Linked DNA regions of Mus musculus: regions 2 and 3 are each linked to region 1. The links are chromatin contacts, called in public Hi-C and promoter capture Hi-C maps. All regions are on one chromosome and are shown on one strand. The core of a region is the stretch at or near the end of the contact, and the rest is flanking DNA. Distances in the headings are between cores, read along the strand shown.

The links. Promoter capture Hi-C pulls out the DNA fragments that hold promoters and counts their contacts. A called contact is a pair of places that touch in the nucleus more often than the background predicts.
Region 2: a promoter capture Hi-C map of pre-B cells shows a contact between it and region 1, with 2.5 times the contacts expected there. A contact is called at or near these places in 2 of 39 promoter capture datasets (cranial neural crest and pre-B cells).
Region 3: a Hi-C map of B cells shows a contact between it and region 1, with 6 read pairs. A contact is called at or near these places in 2 of 484 Hi-C or Micro-C datasets (B cells and CD4 T cells).

The regions. Positions count from the first base shown.
Region 1 is chr19:3,574,432-3,577,131 of GRCm38.p6, reverse strand. It overlaps Ppp6r3 (protein phosphatase 6, regulatory subunit 3), which reads left to right and starts at 1,383. Exons shown (of 24, transcript NM_028999.1): 1 at 1,383-1,491. It overlaps n-TAagc9 (a tRNA gene), which reads right to left and starts at 869; the gene lies at 797-869.
Region 2 is chr19:7,340,505-7,343,204 of GRCm38.p6, reverse strand. Mark2 (MAP/microtubule affinity regulating kinase 2) reads left to right here and starts at 1,345. Exons shown (of 18, transcript NM_007928.3): 1 at 1,345-2,037. The coding sequence starts at 1,984.
Region 3 is chr19:7,493,104-7,495,803 of GRCm38.p6, reverse strand. Atl3 (atlastin GTPase 3) reads right to left here and starts at 1,366. Exons shown (of 13, transcript NM_146091.4): 1 at 1,143-1,366. The coding sequence starts at 1,188. Gm52401 (a long non-coding RNA gene) reads left to right here and starts at 2,010. Exons shown (of 2, transcript XR_003952920.1): 1 at 2,010-2,187.

The DNA.
Region 1 (2,700 bases), core at 134-2,633:
CCCCACCCTGGGGTCTCTGTAACACCCTTCCCCTCCCTGCTACCAACACCCCAGGGATTTAGAGCTCTGTCCTGTCCTATGACTTACTACTTTCCCAAAAGAGTCTGTCCCTTAGCTTGATCACCTTGGTCACTTGCTTTCCAGATGGCATGGGAAGGCCTGCTTCATGAAAGACTTCCAAGACTCAGAGACTTTGTTGACTATGGTGGCCAGCTGCAGCGTGCCTGAACTTATGGTCCTGTCCACACTGAACCAGGCAGATTATTCATAGGGACCCAAGGGGAGCACCTTGGTATCTTTTCCTGTTGCTGTGATAAAATATTCTGACAACAGCAACTTTAGGGAGAAAAGGTTCATTTTGTCTCACAGGTCGAGGCCAATATGGCAGGGAAGTCAAGGGAGCAGGTGTGGGAGTCTGCCCGTCACATCACATCACATCACATCACAACCAGCCAGGAGGTAGAGAATGCTTGTGGTCAGCTCAGTTTCACCTTTTTAGACAGCCCCAGGAGAATTAAAAACCAGGATTAGCCATGACAGTGGTTAAGTGCAAGACTTGAGAGTAGGGACCCTGATGTCCAGGACCCCAGTTCTGGGGCAAGGTAAATGTGTAGTACTATACGTATAGGACACTAGCAGTTGGAAGAAATTCATGTGTAAAATTCTTCTCTGTGACAAAAGATACAGCCTGGTTTCCTTTGTATTAAGAAACCTTACATTTTGACCCCATTTTCAGGGATGCCACTCTACTTTGTCTGAAGTAATTTAATTGAAGGTCTTCGATAAAACTATGCTATGGAGAATGCGGGCATCGATCCCGCTACCTCTCACATGCTAAGCGAGCGCTCTACCATTTGAGCTAATTCCCCAGCTATAATTAACTTCCGTCGCAGGTTGTATTGTGACTCACGTCATCACCGGTTTTCCCCCCCCCCTCGTCCCCCGCGGCCGTTACCCCACCGCCTGCTGTCATTGTGTTACCCCATTGGCTTCTTCGCATCCGGAGCTACACAGCCGGGATTGGTTTGGTTCATTTGTTTTAAACTACATTGACTATGCGGATTGGTGGTCCCAAGCGTCTGTCACGCGAGGCCCCGCTGTTGCTACGGGGCAGAGGGACCCAGCCTAAGCTTCTCCCAATTTCTGACTTGTTTCTCAGACTCCGGGGTCTAGAGGTTCCGGATCCGTCAAGACCATGGGAAAAAGAATGCGCCTCTCGCGTTTGACTGACAAGACCTCAAAGCCAATCGAAGTGGAGTCGAGGGAACCGCTGGGCGGTCCAATAGGTTGTGGGGGGCGGGAGAGACAAGCCAATGATCCGTGTGAAGGGGCGGGGTCTATCCTGTGATTGGCTGCGGGGCGGCCGGAGGGAGGGCGGGGGTAACTCAAGGCCTGCTTGATACGTCCGCCATTTTGGGCGCTTCGCTGATGGTGTCGGTGAACCTTTTTCCCGCCTGAGCGCGACTAACTGCGGGTCTTGGGCGCCTCCAGGTAACTCAGGGGAGGGGGCGGTGGCGCGGAGTGTGCGGGTCGCGCGGGCAAGCGGCCGACCGATCGTGGCGGTGGTCCGGTCCCGGCGGCGTGGGGAGGGAGCGTCCCGGCCCCTTTCCCCTCCCCCCCGGAATCGGCAGCTTCGGCGGCCCGGGAGGCGGCGTCCAGTCCTGGCCAGGACCGGGCCGCCCGCTCCTGTCAGCCGGGCCGAGCGTTGGCAGTCAGCCGAGCCGACTGCGAACTTTGGACGCCGAGGTGACTCTGGGCTTGGCTCGGCGGGAGCCCAGGCGAGGCGAGGCGCGCCCCGAGCCAAGTCGGGGGTCCTGGGCGAGCTCCCCGGCTCCCGCGCCCGGGCCTTCACAGCGACTTCTCGGGATCTCCTGGAGCTTGTCAACTCGCTGGAGAGCTTCGCGAAGGCTTTTGTTGGACTCTTGTCCTCTGAGAAACAAGTTGTGTGGGTTTCTGGGCATTAGCAGAGTCATCGGAACACACAAAAACCAGTTCCGAGTCTCTCGGGGCCATCGCAGTGAATCTTCATCCTCCGCCGTTGAGTCTCTCTTTTATACAGACGCGGGCATTGGAGATTCCCTGGTGTTTTGGAGCTGAAGTGAGGAGTTACCCTTCTTGTGGCTTCAAGCACCTCGCTTTTAAAGCTCGGCTCACTGTTAACTTGGAGGTCTTTTTCTCCCCAGTCCCGTTGTCTTTCATTAGAACTTGGACTTGAAGTTGTAGGTGGGACAGAATGAGTGGTCTCGGTAGCTCTGTGTCTGTACTTCTCCACCGCATGTCCTACTGTCATTTGCCGCCTACCTGCTGTGGTCTCTTTAGAATGGGCCAGAGCTTTGTTTATGTTTTGCTTTGGCTTGGGGGAGGGGACACTTAGAAGGTTTCCTTGCATCAGAGCACTTGTTAATATGGATACTGTTTCATTTTCTTAAGTCAAGTTTACTTTGGTTTTTGCCCTCAAGGTCATGTTGCAGTTGACACAGCCCGTAAGAAAGGAACTTAAGATCTCCTTCCACTAAAATGTTCCTTGAAATTGCAAGGTGCAAGATCCCTGTTGCCAGTGGTGTTTGAGCTTTCTTATGGGCCACCTGAAAATTACATCTTCCTTTGTCACTTTCTAGTCCTGTGACCTTGGGCGAATTAGTCCTCTTTGCTGCCCCTGTAACCCATGAAAATAAGTTTGTTTCATAAGTTTATCTCATG
Region 2 (2,700 bases), core at 96-2,595, 3.8 Mb before region 1:
CCCTTGGGAAGCAGAGGCAGCTCCAGGAGTTCTTGGTCAGTCTGGTCTACAGTGGGAAACTGTGTCATAGAATCGAAACTAACAGCAGAAAGGAAATGTTATGTGTAATTTAAAGAAATATTTATTTGTATGTGCCTATGTTTGTGCTTTTATGGGTTTATGTGTATCACTGGCATGCGGGTGCTGGTAGAGGCCAGAGGGCATCATTTCCCCTGGAATTGAAGTTACAAGGGGTAGGGAGCCATCTGATGTGGATGCTGGGACCTGACCAGATTCTCTGGAAAATAGTACAGGCTCTGAATGAGCCAGCATTCTGACCTATGTTGTAGTATTTATCTATTTAACTTTTGTGTATATGAGTGTTTAGCCTGTATGTACGTCTGTGCAACCTAGTGGAAGCCAGAAGGTGTCAAACCACCTAGAACTAGTTAGACAGTTGTTAACCACCATATGGGTGCTGGGTACTAAACCTCAGTCCTCTGGGAGAGCAACCAGTCCTTCCTCTTGACTTCTGAACCATCTCTCCAACTCATTTTATATATATACATATACATACATATGTATATATATTATACACACACACATATATACATATATAATTACATTTTTATTTAGTGTATAGGGTAGCATGCTCATGGAACAATGTTTTAGACTTGGTTCTCCCCTTTCACTATGTGGATCCCCATGGATCAAACTGAGTTATTTTGCTGGCCTTTGTTATGTGATTCCATGCCAAGATCACGCAAGCATTTTTCTCAATACTGAAAAAAATACTGTACCTTAAAGGTGTGTTAAGTTTCAAGGACGCTGACCCAGTGCCTGTCCGACCTGGTGTCTGTCCCAGGCTTTACAGAGGAATGAGGGGACTGACTCAATATAAGGCTGACATAGACTTCTAGAAGCCAAGATAGTCGCAAGATGGGCGGGTGTGCAAAGCAGGAGACAGGCAATAGGATGACACTACACTTGGCAGTTGACTCACACGTTGATAGCAAGGTTGAGCGATAAAGTGGGTTTTATGAGCTAAACATGCGGATGGGAAGTTGGCGTTAGGCTCAAAGGACATCAGTTGTAGGAACAGCTAATAGCGGTATTTTCTAAGTCAAACAACAGGTACAGGTGACCCACGCCTGTTCAAGGTTTGAAAATAACCGAAAACTGACGGAAAGAAACGAAGAGATAGATTCTTAGCCTCGGCAGCTCTCGGGTGTTGCCGGAAATGGCTGACTACCGCTCTCGGCCGAGCGACGGAACGGGGGCGTGGCCGGTTTAGCACACGCGGAGCCTCTTCGGCTGTTTCCGGAAACTGCCGAAAGCTTGCTCCAAGTGGGCGGAGAAAGGCCGGTAGGCGTGGCTGCTGGTTGGCTCTGGAGGTGCGGGGAGTCTCTTCGTGGATTTCCGTAAACAGAGCCGAACCTCGGTCTTCGGAATCTAGGAGGTGCGCGCGTCCCCGGGGATTACCTTCTTCGGTAGTTTCCGGAATTCACCCATCGTCTGGGCCGAGAGGAAAAGGCTCTTCCCCCTCCCGTTCCTAGTTGTTTCGGATGTTTCCGGCTCTTGCCGGCGGAAAGAGCCGAGGGCTGGCGGTGGTGGCGGCCATGTTGGGAGCAGCAGGTCCGGCGGCGGCTGCCTGTGTGTCGGGCGCGGAGCAGTGCGGCTGAGGGCAGGGGAGGAGCGAGGCAGGCGGCCGGCTGCGGCGGTTGAGAGTAGGCGGAGCGGCGCGGCCGGGCCGAAAGGCGGCACAACCCAGCCGGGGGTCGGGGGGGGGGGTGCGGTCCGGAGCCGCTCGGAGCCGGCGAGGCCTAGCCCGAGCGGTGCATCACCGGGCTGGCGTGAGCCATCGCCCGGCCTCCCCGCACCCCCGGCCGGGGCCCATGCAGCGGGTGCTCCTGCTGTGAGAAGCCCCGCCCGGCCGGGCTCCTAGCCTTCCCTTCCCTATCTTCCTCCAAGCTTCTCCATTCCCTCCCCTGAGATACCGGCGCCATGTCCAGCGCTCGGACCCCCCTACCCACGCTGAACGAAAGGGACACGGAGCAGGTAAGGAGCCCTCAGGGCTCCCCTAATTCTGTGACTGGGCCCCTGCACCTTACGGAGGCTCCCTCCCTCAGTTCTCCTCGTGCTCCTGCTTTCTTCTACAAGCCTAGGCTGTCATCTGGCCCTGGGTTCCAGCCCTTCACATCCCTCTTCCGAATCCTGACCTGGGACCCACGTCGTCCTGACTGAACTGCACACTTGTATTTCTGCCAAACGCCCCTCGCCTCTCACCGCCCTCCTGCGCTCTTCCGTGCTATCTCCCCAGCTTCCCCCTCTCTTCCCTTTTCTCTCAGGGGCCTTTCTGGTCTTCCTCCACCCACGCTTAAAGCAGCCACCTTCCTGCTCCTCGAATAATACCCCGCGATTTGCCGCGGATTGTTGCCCACCTCTTTCTGCATCTCTCTAGCTTTGTACCCTCTCTACCCGCACCGGCTCTCACAATCCTCGGTTTTCTCCCTCAAGAGTCCGTGTCTCGGGAGTGTGTTCTCGGTCCCTTTCCCCTTTCACTTCCCCAGCTTTTTCTATCCTCCTTTCCCGTTCCAAATTGGGCTCTCCCTGTTGCTTGCAACCCACCAGCTCCACCCTCGTCACCTTTCCAAATCGTTCGCCTACTCCTTGCTCATCACTTTCCCTTCTTTTCGGCAGGAGCTCCCAGGCTCCTGGCAC
Region 3 (2,700 bases), core at 117-2,616, 3.9 Mb before region 1:
AAGACAGTAAACTACCGAAAATAAAACAATGTTGGTATTGGCCTTATGCTTCACTAGGTGAAAATGTTTTTCACCCATACATCCCCTCACGCATGTAAAAGCTGCACAGGAATTTCTAGAATACAAGCTGGTTTTCGTAGGAAGCAAAACAGCCCTCATTTGATGTTGCAGTTTGTATGTAAGCTGAATACTGACATAGAGTACAAATCCTTAACGTAGGTTTTACTTAACTCCACTTCTCCAAAACAAAACTGAGAACCATGACGTTTTAGACTGCTAGGGGTTTTTTTTTTTTTTTTTTTTTTTTTCTTCACCTTTTGCAAAACATTCCACTTCGTACTCAAATTTGAAGACTGGGGTTTGCTAAAAAATTCTTCAAACACTACTGTTGACTCTTCTTTTTTTTTTCCTTTAGATTTCGCAACTGAAACTTGCAATCATTTCAGGGCCATACCCATTAAACAAGCACAGTGCCAGGTAAAATGACAGGCGAAACTGCATCCATGAATTTACGGAGGGACTATTTGGTTTTCATTTAGTACTTTTACCACCTCATTTTATGTCTCCGGCAAAGCCAAAGGAACCAAACTTACTTTAAAAAAAAAAAAAACAAAACAAAAAACTTGCAAAACAAAACAACCAAATTTAGGCCAATTCTTTTATCACCAAACATGGAGATAAGCGCGGGTGGAAAACGAACTTTACTAATACTTGTCAGTATCTCAAGGTCTTTTCGTTTAAAATAAAACCTTTCAACTCCAAGGCTGCACCGCAGCATTCCAGCACTTTAAGGCTCAACAATAAAGCCTTCCGCCGATCCCGGCCCGTTAAGACGGACCGCCAACCTCGCTTCCCGACCCGGAGCGCGCCACCGCCCGGCACGCCCTGCCCAGCACAGGGCGGAGCTCGACGGGCCAGAACACCAGGCCGCAGGAGGCCGCGGGCTCCCGGCGGAGACTGGGAACGTTCCCCGCTCCAGGAGCCCCGGCCCTGAATTCCGAGCCGAGACACCCGGCGGTGCGGCCTCCCGTCGCCACACCAAAAAAGGCGGCGGCAGGGACGGCTTGTCACCTCGGAGCCGAAGCACTGGGAGGCAGCGTGGGTAACCACGGACCGGGTCCCGGGAAAATTGGACGCCTCACCTGCTCCTCTCGATGCCACCGCTGCAGTTCGCTGAGGGGACAACATGGAGCCTCCTCCTTCAGCAGAAGTAGCAGAGGCAGAGAAGACAGGAGCGGGTTGAGGCTGCCCTGGAGGAGGGAAACAGGCGGAGCCTGGACTTGGGGAGAAACCGAGAAGGAGGGGCGCGCGGAGAAAGCCTACAGCTCAGGAGACAGCCCTGCCGATGGCGCAGGGCGTGACGAGGGCGGGAAAGCGCACGCGGCCGAGTCCCGCCACCGTTCGGTGCGCGTGCGCCGGAGCGGGGATCGTGCCGCGGGTACCTGTGACTGCGTACTGGAATGTCGGGTCCATCGGGAATTGTAGTTCGGCGTTTTCTTGGGCCCGGCCCCTCTGACCCGGGTGTTCGCCCTCATCCGGGGCGTAGAGGAAACGGAGGACAGGACTGGGCCGAGTGGGTCTTCCTACCGCTGAACTACAACTCCCATTAGGCCTTGCAAAGGGAAAAAAATGAGGAGGGCTCTCGGAAGACCCTGCCCGGCGCCTAACCCGGGGACCAGGGCCGGGCTTTGGCCACCCGGTTCCCGCCGGGAGCCCCCACCCGGCCCGCGTGCTGGGCTCTGGTGTTCCTCGCTGGCCAGGACTACAGGTGGTGGTATGAAAGAATTAACATGATGACGCGAACGCTTCGACTTTGACTTCACAAGGACAGACCATCGTGACTTCATTATCATCACCATCACCCCTAATCTCTGATCTGACCAAGGCTTACTAAAAGCTAAAGTAACGCCGGTCGTGGTGGCGCACGCCTTTAATCCCAGCACTTGGGAGGCAGAGGCAGGAGGATTTCTGAGTTCGAGGCCAGCCTGGTCTACAAAGTGAGTTCCTGGACAGCCAGGGATACACAGAGAAACCCTGTCTCGAAAAACAAAAAAACAAAACAAAACAAACAAACAAAAAGCTAAAGTAAGACCTTACTAAGTCAGGCTCCGGGTGGCACGCTGGTAATCCCAGTACTGGAGACCAGGAGAGGAGGATCAGGTGTTCAATACCTTCCTGAACTACATAGTGAGTCTCTGTCTCATTTTCGCGCGACCTCAGACTATTCTGAGCCATGACCCACCTTTTGTAAACTTTAGACTTCTAGGACCGTGATTCAAAGTTACTTTACAAAAGGAAGTTGTTGGGAAATGCTTTTATTCATACTTGACATATTGTGAAAATACAATTTGCCACAACTAAATACTGTTTTCTAACAAATCCTATAGATGGAGGTAGTGTCACCCCAGTGACTTGATTTTTCCTCACCATTGTTTCGTTCATTCAGCAAATGTTTTCTTTATTCCTTCGGCCTACCCTGAACTTCCCTCTATCTCTACACCCTGCCAAGCCTTTCAGCTATCTTTACTTCCTGAGCAATTATGCCAAAGGTTATGAGGTAAAAATTATTCGTAGCCTACCTAAAGAAATCCTGTTTACACTTCTTTAACCCCTCTTTGAGCCCCTTTACCCCCCAAACTCTCAAGACTGTTAGGAAACTCTCTTCTAGCTTTTAGATTTAAACCAAATTAGATCTTCTAG